Linked DNA regions of Mus musculus: regions 1 and 3 are each linked to region 2. Evidence: chromatin contacts called from public Hi-C and Micro-C data. All regions are on one chromosome and are shown on one strand. The core of a region is the stretch at or near the end of the contact, and the rest is flanking DNA. Distances in the headings are between cores, read along the strand shown.

Evidence for each region. Hi-C and Micro-C count contacts between places; a contact is called where the count stands out from the background.
Region 1: a Micro-C map of granulosa cells shows a contact between it and region 2, with 2.4 times the contacts expected there. The contact joins two enhancer-like sites. A contact is called at or near these places in 8 of 39 promoter capture datasets (the 3T3-L1 cell line, embryonic stem cells, hematopoietic stem and progenitor cells and 4 more), 5 of 484 Hi-C or Micro-C datasets (CD8 central memory T cells, granulosa cells, liver and 2 more) and 2 of 115 datasets of contacts at active chromatin or transcription factors (CD8 T cells and embryonic stem cells).
Region 3: a contact with region 2 is called in a Hi-C map of uterus, with 4 times the contacts expected there. The contact joins two enhancer-like sites. A contact is called at or near these places in 1 of 39 promoter capture datasets (stem cell-derived epiblast-like cells), 4 of 484 Hi-C or Micro-C datasets (nephron progenitors and uterus), 1 of 115 datasets of contacts at active chromatin or transcription factors (embryonic stem cells) and 2 of 9 other capture datasets (embryonic stem cells and embryonic trunk).

Annotation. Positions count from the first base shown.
Region 1 is chr13:93,870,343-93,873,545 of GRCm38.p6, forward strand. The region is part of intron 5 of Arsb (arylsulfatase B); the gene reads left to right. Among named protein-coding and RNA genes, the nearest start is that of Mir5624, 81 kb to the left of the region's middle. Within about 2 kb of position 1,594, at least 7 of the 459 cell types and tissues checked have an H3K27ac peak or open chromatin away from gene starts, as enhancers often do. A contact at or near this core is called in granulosa cells, where this site is marked.
Region 2 is chr13:93,938,075-93,941,527 of GRCm38.p6, forward strand. It overlaps Arsb (arylsulfatase B), which reads left to right. Exons shown (of 8, transcript NM_009712.3): 7 at 1,153-1,275; 8 at 2,392-3,453. The coding sequence ends at 2,657. Among named protein-coding and RNA genes, the nearest start is that of Lhfpl2, 120 kb to the right of the region's middle. Within about 2 kb of position 1,662, at least 95 of the 459 cell types and tissues checked have an H3K27ac peak or open chromatin away from gene starts, as enhancers often do. A contact at or near this core is called in granulosa cells and uterus, where this site is marked.
Region 3 is chr13:94,011,440-94,014,955 of GRCm38.p6, forward strand. No RefSeq gene overlaps it. Among named protein-coding and RNA genes, the nearest start is that of Lhfpl2, 45 kb to the right of the region's middle. Within about 2 kb of position 2,117, at least 23 of the 459 cell types and tissues checked have an H3K27ac peak or open chromatin away from gene starts, as enhancers often do. A contact at or near this core is called in uterus, where this site is marked.

The DNA.
Region 1 (3,203 bases), core at 344-2,843, 68 kb before region 2:
TGTCTTTTCATTGAAAGAATTTTCCTCAGATAAATTTCTCAGGATTCTTTAGATTCTTATATGCCTATCAGAAACATTTTTCATAAGCTTAATAATTGAAGAATATCTCAAATGATTAAAAAAAATCCTTTGTCTCATACTGTCTTCCCTCGGGTTTTAAAACTGTTATCCGTGTCTTTGCTTGTTTCATATGTTGCTATGGATCAATCTAATTTCCACCCAATTTAATTTTCTTGGCAAGGGACAGGTCCTTTCATTTGGAGGCCCAGGAGATTGTTATTGTCACTGTTGTGACAAAGACTGGTTAGTTATGTCTCAGAGGTGACCCATTCTGGGTCACAGACAAAGTAGGTTCTTTCAGTTATACATCCAGGCCTTTCATTCAAGATGTTTACAGTTGGGTTTAAACACTGTCTTCCACTATTTCATTTTCTTCTTCAGGAGCTCCAGCTGTACATTTTTGGATCTTCTGGCAGTTTTTGTCTGACCTCTTAAAAAATTATCTTCTCTTTTTATTTCTCTTCTCTCTCTGCCTTCACATACTTTGAGTTACTGTCATGTCCCTAGTTTCTGAGAGTTTTTCTTTCTGCTGCTGCTGCTGCTGCTGTTTCTTCTTTCTTTCTTTCTTTCTTTCTTTCTTTCTTTCTTTCTTTCCTTCCTTCCTTCCTTCTTTCTTCCTCAAAAAGTTGCAGATACATTTTTTAAAAGAATTATTTACTTATTTTATGTATATGAGTAGCTGTCTTCAGACACACCAGAAGAGGGCATCGGATCCCATCACCATATGGTTGCTGGGAATTGAACTCAGGACCCCTGGAAGAGCAGCCAGTGCTCTTAACCACTGAGCCATCTCTCCAGCACCTTCTTTTTTCTCTAGATAGTGCATGCACTGTGGTCCTGCTGCCTGAGACCCACTGTGTAGTTGATGCTGGGTTCAAGCAGGCTACGGTAATGCTACTTCAGCTCTGGATTATAGGACTGAGCACCATGCTAGTCTTGCTTATTGATTTCTTCATCTCATTTTCTTCCCTTAGGTCAGTACCTAAGGTCAGTACTTAGGGATTTTGAATTTCCAGTTCCTGATGTTTTTTGTGTTTAATTCTACTCAGAAGGTTGAGACTCGATACTACAGTTTTCATCTATCCACAGTTACTGAATTAATTATGTTTGCTTCATGCTGAAATACCATGTGACAGTTTTCCTCTGATTGTGTCTTTCTTTCCATAGTAGGAAAGTAGTTTCCATTTGCCAAATGTTTTGAATTCTCGTTGCTGTATCTTTTTCAATTTCCCTGGAAACTCGGGACTCTTATCTGTCGCCTTGTCCTTGTTCGGGTGTGTTTGCTTTTTTTTTCCTAGACCTGCGATAGTAGACCATCCACTGGGGTGGGATTTGGGTACTTTAATTTCTTCCTCAATTCAAAAGAAATCTCAGAGTGAAGTGTGTCGGCTCATACCTGTAGTCTCAGCCCTGTGACAGGAGACCACTGGCACGCTGAAGGCGAACTGGGCTGCAGTTTTAGAACAGCCTCAGCTGCAGAGGAGGAGCCCACTTACAAACTCCGGGAGAAAAAGAGAAGAAAATCGCCTGACTGTGGCAGAGCCAGATGGTTTCTGTGATGATGCTGCCTCCTTGCCGTGGTTTGCCCTCCCTTGAACTGCTGATGGGCTGACTGACGAGTAGCAGAACCTGTTTTCCAGCCACTTCTACCTTTGCTATCCGTCGTCTAAGAAGATACCGTTCTTCTCTCTTGGTGGCGTGGGCCATCACTGAGATCTTTGCCTACACTCTCAAGCCACCTTTCTCTCCAACTACCCAAAGGCCCCTATCCCAGCGGTGTCTGGGCAGAACCACATCCGAGCCTCTGTTCCAGCCCCTGCCATTTCTCACCCAGAGAAACACAGGTTGAACCCTAGCTTAGACTGTATCCCCCCCCAACACACACAGCAGTGTCAGCAGCCCACAGTGACAAGGAAGAAACAAGGCTTAACACCCCAGTTCTTTTTGGCATCCCAGCAGTGAGACAGAGATGCAGAAAACAGTAGCATTAATTGACTGTTTTGATTCCCTTCTATATTACCGTGTCTGTGCTCGCAGCATGCTGTACTTTAAGGGTCTTTCCCCATAGTGTAGTCTGTATCTCATTCTAGGAAGCTACATGGCACACCATCTTGCTCTTTTGCCATTTGCTGCCTGTATGGATATCAACAAGGGAGCCAATGAAAATGGACACAGAGCTACCATCTCTGAGAACAGTCAGTGGGTGATCACTGCCCGTTTTTGTCTTGTGTAGACCCTTCTTGGTGAGGCTGGAGGTAGATAAAGTGGATGCCTTTTTAAAAAACTTTCTTTGGATCAGGTTTTGATCCTTATTGTAGATCCAAAACTATGCTGTTAGTCTCGCCAGCATGGCGTTGCTAACGTCCCCTCAGGACACTGGCAGCGGGCCTCCTGCCTCCTGCCAACACTGCTGCCAGCTCTCATCTTCTGAAAATTCTTCATAGTAAAATAGAAATTGGAAGAAGGGCTTCTTATCCCCTATGGCTTGCCTTGCTACTAACCCAAGAGTCTGGCCCATTGCATTTTAGTAATCAATACGAAAAGAGTTATTAAGAGTTTTGAGATTATGATGTTTTGAGAATTACTTTTTCCTTGAGTATTCTACTTTAAAAACTTAATAAGCTCCTTAATAAAAATAAATAGTAATGCAAAATATCTCCCCATCCTCTAGCAAATAAATTCAACTTACATTTCCTTACCAGATTTTGTCTAAATTTTATAATCCCCATGCCTAACCTCTTTTCTTATGGTAATGTTTGCATGTTACAGGGATTTTCAAGGAACGTGGGTCTTACATAGAGCCAATACCCACCCACCCATCCACAAGCAGTGAATAAAATACGTCCTGTTAGTGATTTCCCCAGAGTAATAGTTTCAAATGTGTACTTTGTGGTCAGCTCTGGTTCAAATCTCATCTCCTGTGTTTATTATTCATGTGCTGACTAAAATCTCCAGGCATCAATTTCATCGTGCGCCAGACGTGACCCAGTCTGGGAATGGAGCTCAGGGGGACAGCAGTTGCCTAGCACACAGTAGGCAGTTGCCTAGCACACAGTAGGAAGGCTCTGGGTTCAATCCATAGCTCTGCAAAAATCCGGTTAGTTAAAATAATGTGTGAGCACAGCGGTACCATCTTGTTAGCA
Region 2 (3,453 bases), core at 412-2,911:
CTTAATGGGTTCTAAACTTGAGAGGAGGATGAATATTAATAACTGCCCCCTCAGAAACTTGATCAACTGCTATAAGACCTTAAAATGATAAATTAATATAATCCATGTGTCTTAGTTAGGCTTTCCCTTGCTGTGAAGAGACACCCCAACCAAGGCAACTGTATAAAGGAAAGCATTTCGTTGAGGCTGGCTTACAGGTTCAGAGGTTCAGTCCTTTATCATGGCAGGGAGCTTGGCAGTGTGCAGTCAGGCATGGTGTAGGAGGAGCTGAGAGTTCTACATCTTGATCCAAAAGCAGCAGGAGACTGTCTTCCTGGGCAGCCAGGAAGAGGCTCCCTAATTCCACTCTGGGGAAAGCTTGGGCATTAGGAGACGTTAAAGCCCACCCCACAGTGACACACTTCCTCCAACAAGGTCACACCTCCTGATAGTGGCAAGCATTCAAATGCTTAAGTCTCCGGAGCCCAAACCCATTCAAACCACCACTACTTTATATGCTCAAACAGTTTCTATACCCATAGTTATTCTGTTGAATAGTTAAAAACACTGCTCACTAATTTTTACATTTCATGAATGGTTTAAAAAGAAATGCATCTGTAGTTTTTTTGTACTATGCTTAACCTCTCCTAGCTTGTCAGAGACTTCAAAAAATGTGCATTTTATAATTTTATATACTATCTGCAAAGGTACAACCATTCGCAGAAAATGTATTTCACTTACACATTTAAGAGGAAAAAGAACACACATATTCTTGCACACTCATGCACACACACACACGTGCGTGCTCATGCACACACACCCATACCACACACTCATGCTTGTGCACACAACCGCTGCCCAGCTCCGTTCCTGTAGTAGACACTGCTATGCACATGGCTCTGCATGTTGGCGGGAGGCAATGATTTTAAGGATGGATTAGCCTTCTAATCTCCTTGGGATTTCCTTTATATTTGTGGTGGTTTATGACTGACATCTAATGTAACTATACTTTGTGTTTGTATTTAATAAAAGATTCGTTTCTGTGGCAGGACACACATTTGTACTCTGGTGTTGAACAAAGGCTACTGTTCTGCAAGAAGGGTATAAAATGTTGATTTATAATGACACAGGCCAATAACAGCAATCTAATTCTTCCAAACTATTTCTTCCCAGGTCCTGGCAAGAACATGACTCCAGCAAAGGACGATTCTTTTCCGTTAGAACATTCTGCCTTTAACACGTCTATCCATGCTGGGATCAGATACAAAAATTGGAAACTCCTCACGGGCCACCCAGGTAGAATGCTTCGCTCCCTTCCTGTGGCCACCAGAGTAGGGCAGTGTCCTCAGCCTGTCCTCTGGGCCTTCATTCCCTGGACTGTGTCCATAGAAAGGGAAGTCCTTATCACTGGCTACACCCTCCTCCTCCTCCTTGCCTAGCCGGCTCCTCAAGGCTCCCTGCCAACCCCTCAGTTTGCTCAGACATCTGAAATGTCAACTAGTCCTTCAGATCTTTTACAGTCCCTGCAGATCTTAAGGAAGCAGCTATCTGCTTGTGGTTTCATGGCCTTCTTTTAAGCCTCTGTCTGGTCCATATTACACAACTTCTGTTGTCTGCCTAAGTAGACTTCCCACCAAACAGAACAGTGAGAGAACGCTCACCAAAATGAGAGCTGACTCACTTTTTTTTTGTAATATATCTCTGAAGCTGCAGGGTGGGGGAGTGGCTTCCGCTGCTCATTCTGACCGTCCTCCGAGTTGATATTTGTTGTTGTTGATGATGATGATGATGTCATCTGTAGTGGGGTTAAGAGGAGAAAATCCCACTTGGGTGCTTCATAAACATATATGGATTTTTAGACATGTGTGACTGTCAAACATAGCACACCCAGCCAGCTGTAGATCTTCACCAATTCTCTGGCTGGGGAGAGTCTGCTTCCCCTCCCCCTTCCTTAGAAAGGGACAGCTTCACTGTTTTGTAAATATGGGATATTTCCACAGGCTCTGATGCAGTGTAGCAATGCTTAGTTCGTGAGTGTTCTTGGTGTTTACAATGACAGTTCATTGTTTGGGACTGTCCCATGCATTGCGAGAGATCTTAGAATTACTGTGCTGTTGCTTGATAGCAGGAGTACCCTCATTGCCCCAGCCATCGTGACAACTAACACCCCCATCCTGCTTCCACCCCACATATAGTTTTTAATGTCCCTTGTAACGCTATAGGATCCGTATCATCATGGCATGGAAATCGTATTCTGAACTCGACATCAGAAGGCACAGGTTTTTTGTTTGTTTCTTGATGTACGACCATACCCACAAAGCCAAGGAAGCCTTGTACCCAGATTCCTGAAATTAGAACCCACCAACAGTGCCCCCCACACACACACACACTAAAGTTTAATTTCTTTACCAGGCTGTGGTTACTGGTTCCCGCCTCCGTCTCAGTCCAACGTCTCTGAGATACCTCCAGTGGACCCACCAACCAAGACTCTCTGGCTTTTTGATATCAATCAGGACCCTGAAGAAAGACACGACGTGTCCCGAGAGCACCCCCACATCGTCCAGAACCTTCTTTCCCGCCTGCAGTACTACCATGAACATTCTGTGCCTTCTCACTTCCCACCCTTGGACCCCCGCTGCGATCCCAAGAGCACTGGTGTGTGGAGCCCCTGGATGTAGGGCTCTGGGGAGTAAGGGGGGCTGGAGCCCATTTCTGGGCAGGCTAGACCTCAGGCCCCTACTCCCCTGGCTTCTCTTCTTTATCATCCCCCACCCTGTCACCTGGCCCTCATGCTACATAACCCACCAAAGGAGTCCAATTTCAACCCACAGTACATTCTAAAAGCCAGTAAAATCTGGAAGGATCTTGCTGTTGGCTGGAGTTAGTGTCTGGGGCCAGGGTGGCCGGGTTCATCCTGCTTCCTAAACTACAGACGCTGGGAACTTGACATAGGAAGTTATCCCTGAGTCCTGGAGGCCAGGACAGCTGGCTCTTTTTGCTTCACAAGTCAGCTGTTAGAACTCCCTCTGCTAATAACCAGCTTTATTGGCAAGACACATTTCTTGTAACAAAGGCAGGGAGCAGATGTTGCTAGTGGTTCTGTTGGCTGTGAGTGCTCCCTGTCTGTGAGCTCTTACTCGGGCTTTCCGCACCCATGACCCTAACCCTAACCCTAACCCTAACCCTAACCCTAACCCTAACCCTAACCCTAGCCCTAGCCCTAGCCCTAGCCCTAGCCCTAACCCATCCGCTCACTCATCTTCCTGTGGAGCGCACAGCCCATTGCAGTAAGCCAGCATGGAGACATGCCTGTGCCGTGGTTTTGGTTTCCATGATAACTAAATGTGTTTTTATCTCCACCCCCACCCCCACCCACTATTGCTCATTCTGTCTAGACTTCTGCTACCCAGCTTGTGTGGCTCTGTTCCTGTCATGCCTTTGGACTTCACTGTCCTGTGCCTGAGGTCTCTCTCC
Region 3 (3,516 bases), core at 867-3,366, 74 kb after region 2:
CCTACTACCCCAGCCTGAAGGACAACCTCAGCCACCACACTCTCCTCCTCCCTCTCTTCCCCCCTCCATCGACCCTACCCCTACCGCGCCCCCAAGAGAGACTCCATGTCCTGTAGACTCCAGGCACTTCAGTATCTCCTAGAGAAGAGGCCGTAATTCCCCCTACTTTTCTGTTGAGGTATAATACTTGCAGCTTAGGGAACCATTCTGTTGAGGAGACAATTTTAAGCAGAATCAAGTGACAGTTGAACAGAATGGGGAGCTCTGACCAAAGTCCTGCAGATGGAAAATGGTGTGGGCACAGAAAACCCAAAGATTCCTGACCTAACCACAGACCAAAGACCAAGGCTGACAGGAGTATGGTTGAAACATCCACAATTAATTGGTTTTCCTGGGGGGGGGGGACATTCCCATGCAAGTGATCAGAAACACTTTAAACATGTGACATCATCAAACCCACCCATTCTAGAAAGAGGCGTTTTCACTGACAGAAGCCTCCTGTCACCCCTGGGCTCTCCCTGTGGCAGAGGCTTTGACTGATCACGAGGACTATCAACACCAGCCTGAAAGGAGAGCAATACCCACTGAGCTTCCTGGCTACAGTTTAGAGAAAGAATCTCAAGCTCTTTTCTGGAACTTGGCAGGAAAGAGTGATACAATCACATATTCATGTTCCTCTGGGGAACAAACAGAAAACCATTTGGCCCAACAGAGATGTGCATAACTGTCCCCATGTACAATCAGATAATCCCCCCGAATGCCTTTCTCCTGTTCTAACTCAATTCGGATAACTGCATTTGTCTGTGAGAAACCCTCAGAGACAACATCCAGGCCAAATGATCTCATCCCTGGATTTTGCAAAACAATATGTGCACAAGAGCAGAATTTATATCATCCCGTGTGTCCCATTCCCACACCCAGCCCTGGGATGCTCTTCCATGGCCTGGTTTCTTTGCCACAACTGAGTCACTTCCTAGGCCTGGATCCAGGGCAGCCTGCAGACCCCTGGCCACCACTCAGTCCACATACGAAAGCAGTTCTGTTCTATTTCTAGGAACAGAGTTACAATTTTATTTTACACTTATCTCACCCATTTTGCTACCCCAGATGTTTTTTTTTTTTAGAAGAAGAAGAAGCTGTAAGCATGAACAAAAGTGATGTGTGTCTTCCCTCAAAATAATTTAAATTTTCTACCGCGCCCAACTGAGAGCAAATGAAATCGAAGGCGAAAATAATTGAAAACCCCTTGGAGACACTGGACTAGTCTTGGGAAAACTTCTGGAGCTCCGTGGACTACCCTGGGTAATTAACTGCCTTTGCATTTCTGGTGTACAATCAGGGTTCTCTAGGGGAACAGAACTTATAGAACACACACATGCATGTGCACATGCACACGCACACACATATATACATGAAGGATTTATTACAGGCTGGGGTCCAGCTAGTCCAACAATGGCTGTCTACAAATAAAAGGTCCAAGGATACAATTGTTCAGTCCATGAGGCTGGACGTCTCAGCCAATCTTCAATCAGGGCCAGAATCCTAGAGTAGGTTCTAATACCAGTGAAGGCTTGCCGTCCAGAGTGAGGGCAAGCAGGCGAATAGACCTTTTCCATGTCCTTTCTACAGGGTGCCAGCAGATGATGTGGCCCAGAATAAAGGTGGATGTTCCCATTTCAAAAGATCTGGATTAAGGGTAGATCTTCACCCCTCAAAGATCTAGATTAGAAGTGGGTCCTCCACATCAAATGATTTAATTAAGAAAAGAAAAAAAAACAACAACAACGGAAAAACGGTGTACCCAGCTATTTGGGTTTTAGTTAAATCTGGACATAGCCAAATTGACTACCAAGAAGCCTTCACACTTAAGAGTCCATCTTTCCCATCCCAGGGAGTAGAAGAAGCAGGAAACAACAAACAAAACACAAAACACAAAACAAAACACAACCAAAAAACCTCCAAATAAAACTCGGCTGGGAGGTCAGAATGTCTTTCCTGTAGCTCCCTTTATCTGCAGAGCTGATCCTATAAAAATCAGATGCCTCCCCATGCAGAGAGCTCTCCCTCAGCCACTACTGACTTTTTATGAGCTCTTTAAAGCCTGTGCTGTTTACACGGTGTTTCCTGGTCTCCTTCAGGAAGACGGATCACCAGTGTGGCTTGCACCTGGCACTTCGTCTCAACGTCCTAACTGTTTGTTGAAGAAGCCCCAGTGATTTCAACTAGAAAAAACTTTTCCTTGAGGTTTTTGTCCATTCATGTCAAAATACAGGTAAGCTGTAATACAGTTGCAAGTGGAAGTCGTGAGACCATACCGGGAGTACAAGTGGGGTCCACAAAGGGCCACACAGACCTTGCCTGCTGTGTTTTGCTCTGTGACTCAACTGAGAACTGCACAGAGAACTTGACTGCAAAGACTTATTGTGGTCTTTATATCAAGGTCCGGGCTCTGTGTTAACCAGAAAGAACTAACAATCTGTCCCCAGAGCAGGTTATTTTATAGAATGAACAACTAGAGTCTGGAAAAAATTAGCCAGTTAACGCTCACAGAATCAGCTCAATAGTTTGGTAGACATTCATTCATTCATTGTTAATTATTGTGATTAGAATCTGCCCATCGCCTGTGTGGGTTCCTACAGACAGGAGCTTGATGAGGAATTGTAGGAAGAAGGCCGTTGCTTCCTCCCCACCCACAAGCCCCCTTTCCGGGCAATCTACTCAGCTGTGTGGACGAAGATAGAAACTGTGGATCAGGACTCTGGCTTCAGAGAAGGAAAAGGCGTGGCAGACTGGCTGTAGGATTGCCAGAAATCTGTCCAGACGCTGAGAAAGGTCTTGGAAATGTGAGCAAGGAGGCCACACTGAGCCACACCTCAAGAACCCAGGTCCAAGACGAAGACTCTCAGGCGTTGGGGACTTGGAGAGGGGGTCACGATGTTACCGGGTTCCGTCTGTGTGCCATGGCCAACTCTCAGGATGGGTATTTCATGTAAAGTGCAAATGGAATATAAAAGTGTAGGTGAAATAAATAATTGTTGGAAATTAGTGCCCTCGTATTTAGATAACACTGAAAAAAACAAATGGAAGAGACAACCATGTGTACATGCTGGGGCAGTGAGCCGGCTGTCATCCTTCAGTTCCCTGGAGGAACTCTCTTCTCTGGGCAGCTCCCATCATTCAGGTGGCTGATGCACGTGTCTTAGGAGTTCTCAAAAGGTCACATGAAAATAAGTCACTGGAGACAACCAGCCACCTTCCTGGTGAGTGCACAGGGGTCCGCCCGGCCCAACAGGTTTGTGCCTCAGGCCCCGGCGGCGGGAGCCTTGGCTCCAGGACTCCGCGGAGGGCAGGCTGCACGGGTGACGGTGTGGAATACAGAGGCCAGCCATTTCTGAGACAGGCGAGAACCACAGAGCTTCTGAGGCGGCGCCATCTTCGACTCCAGACAACCGGCCACCTTCCTGGCCAAAGCAACACAGCTTCTGGGAAAGATCCTGTTTTGGGCCTTCATCTTCA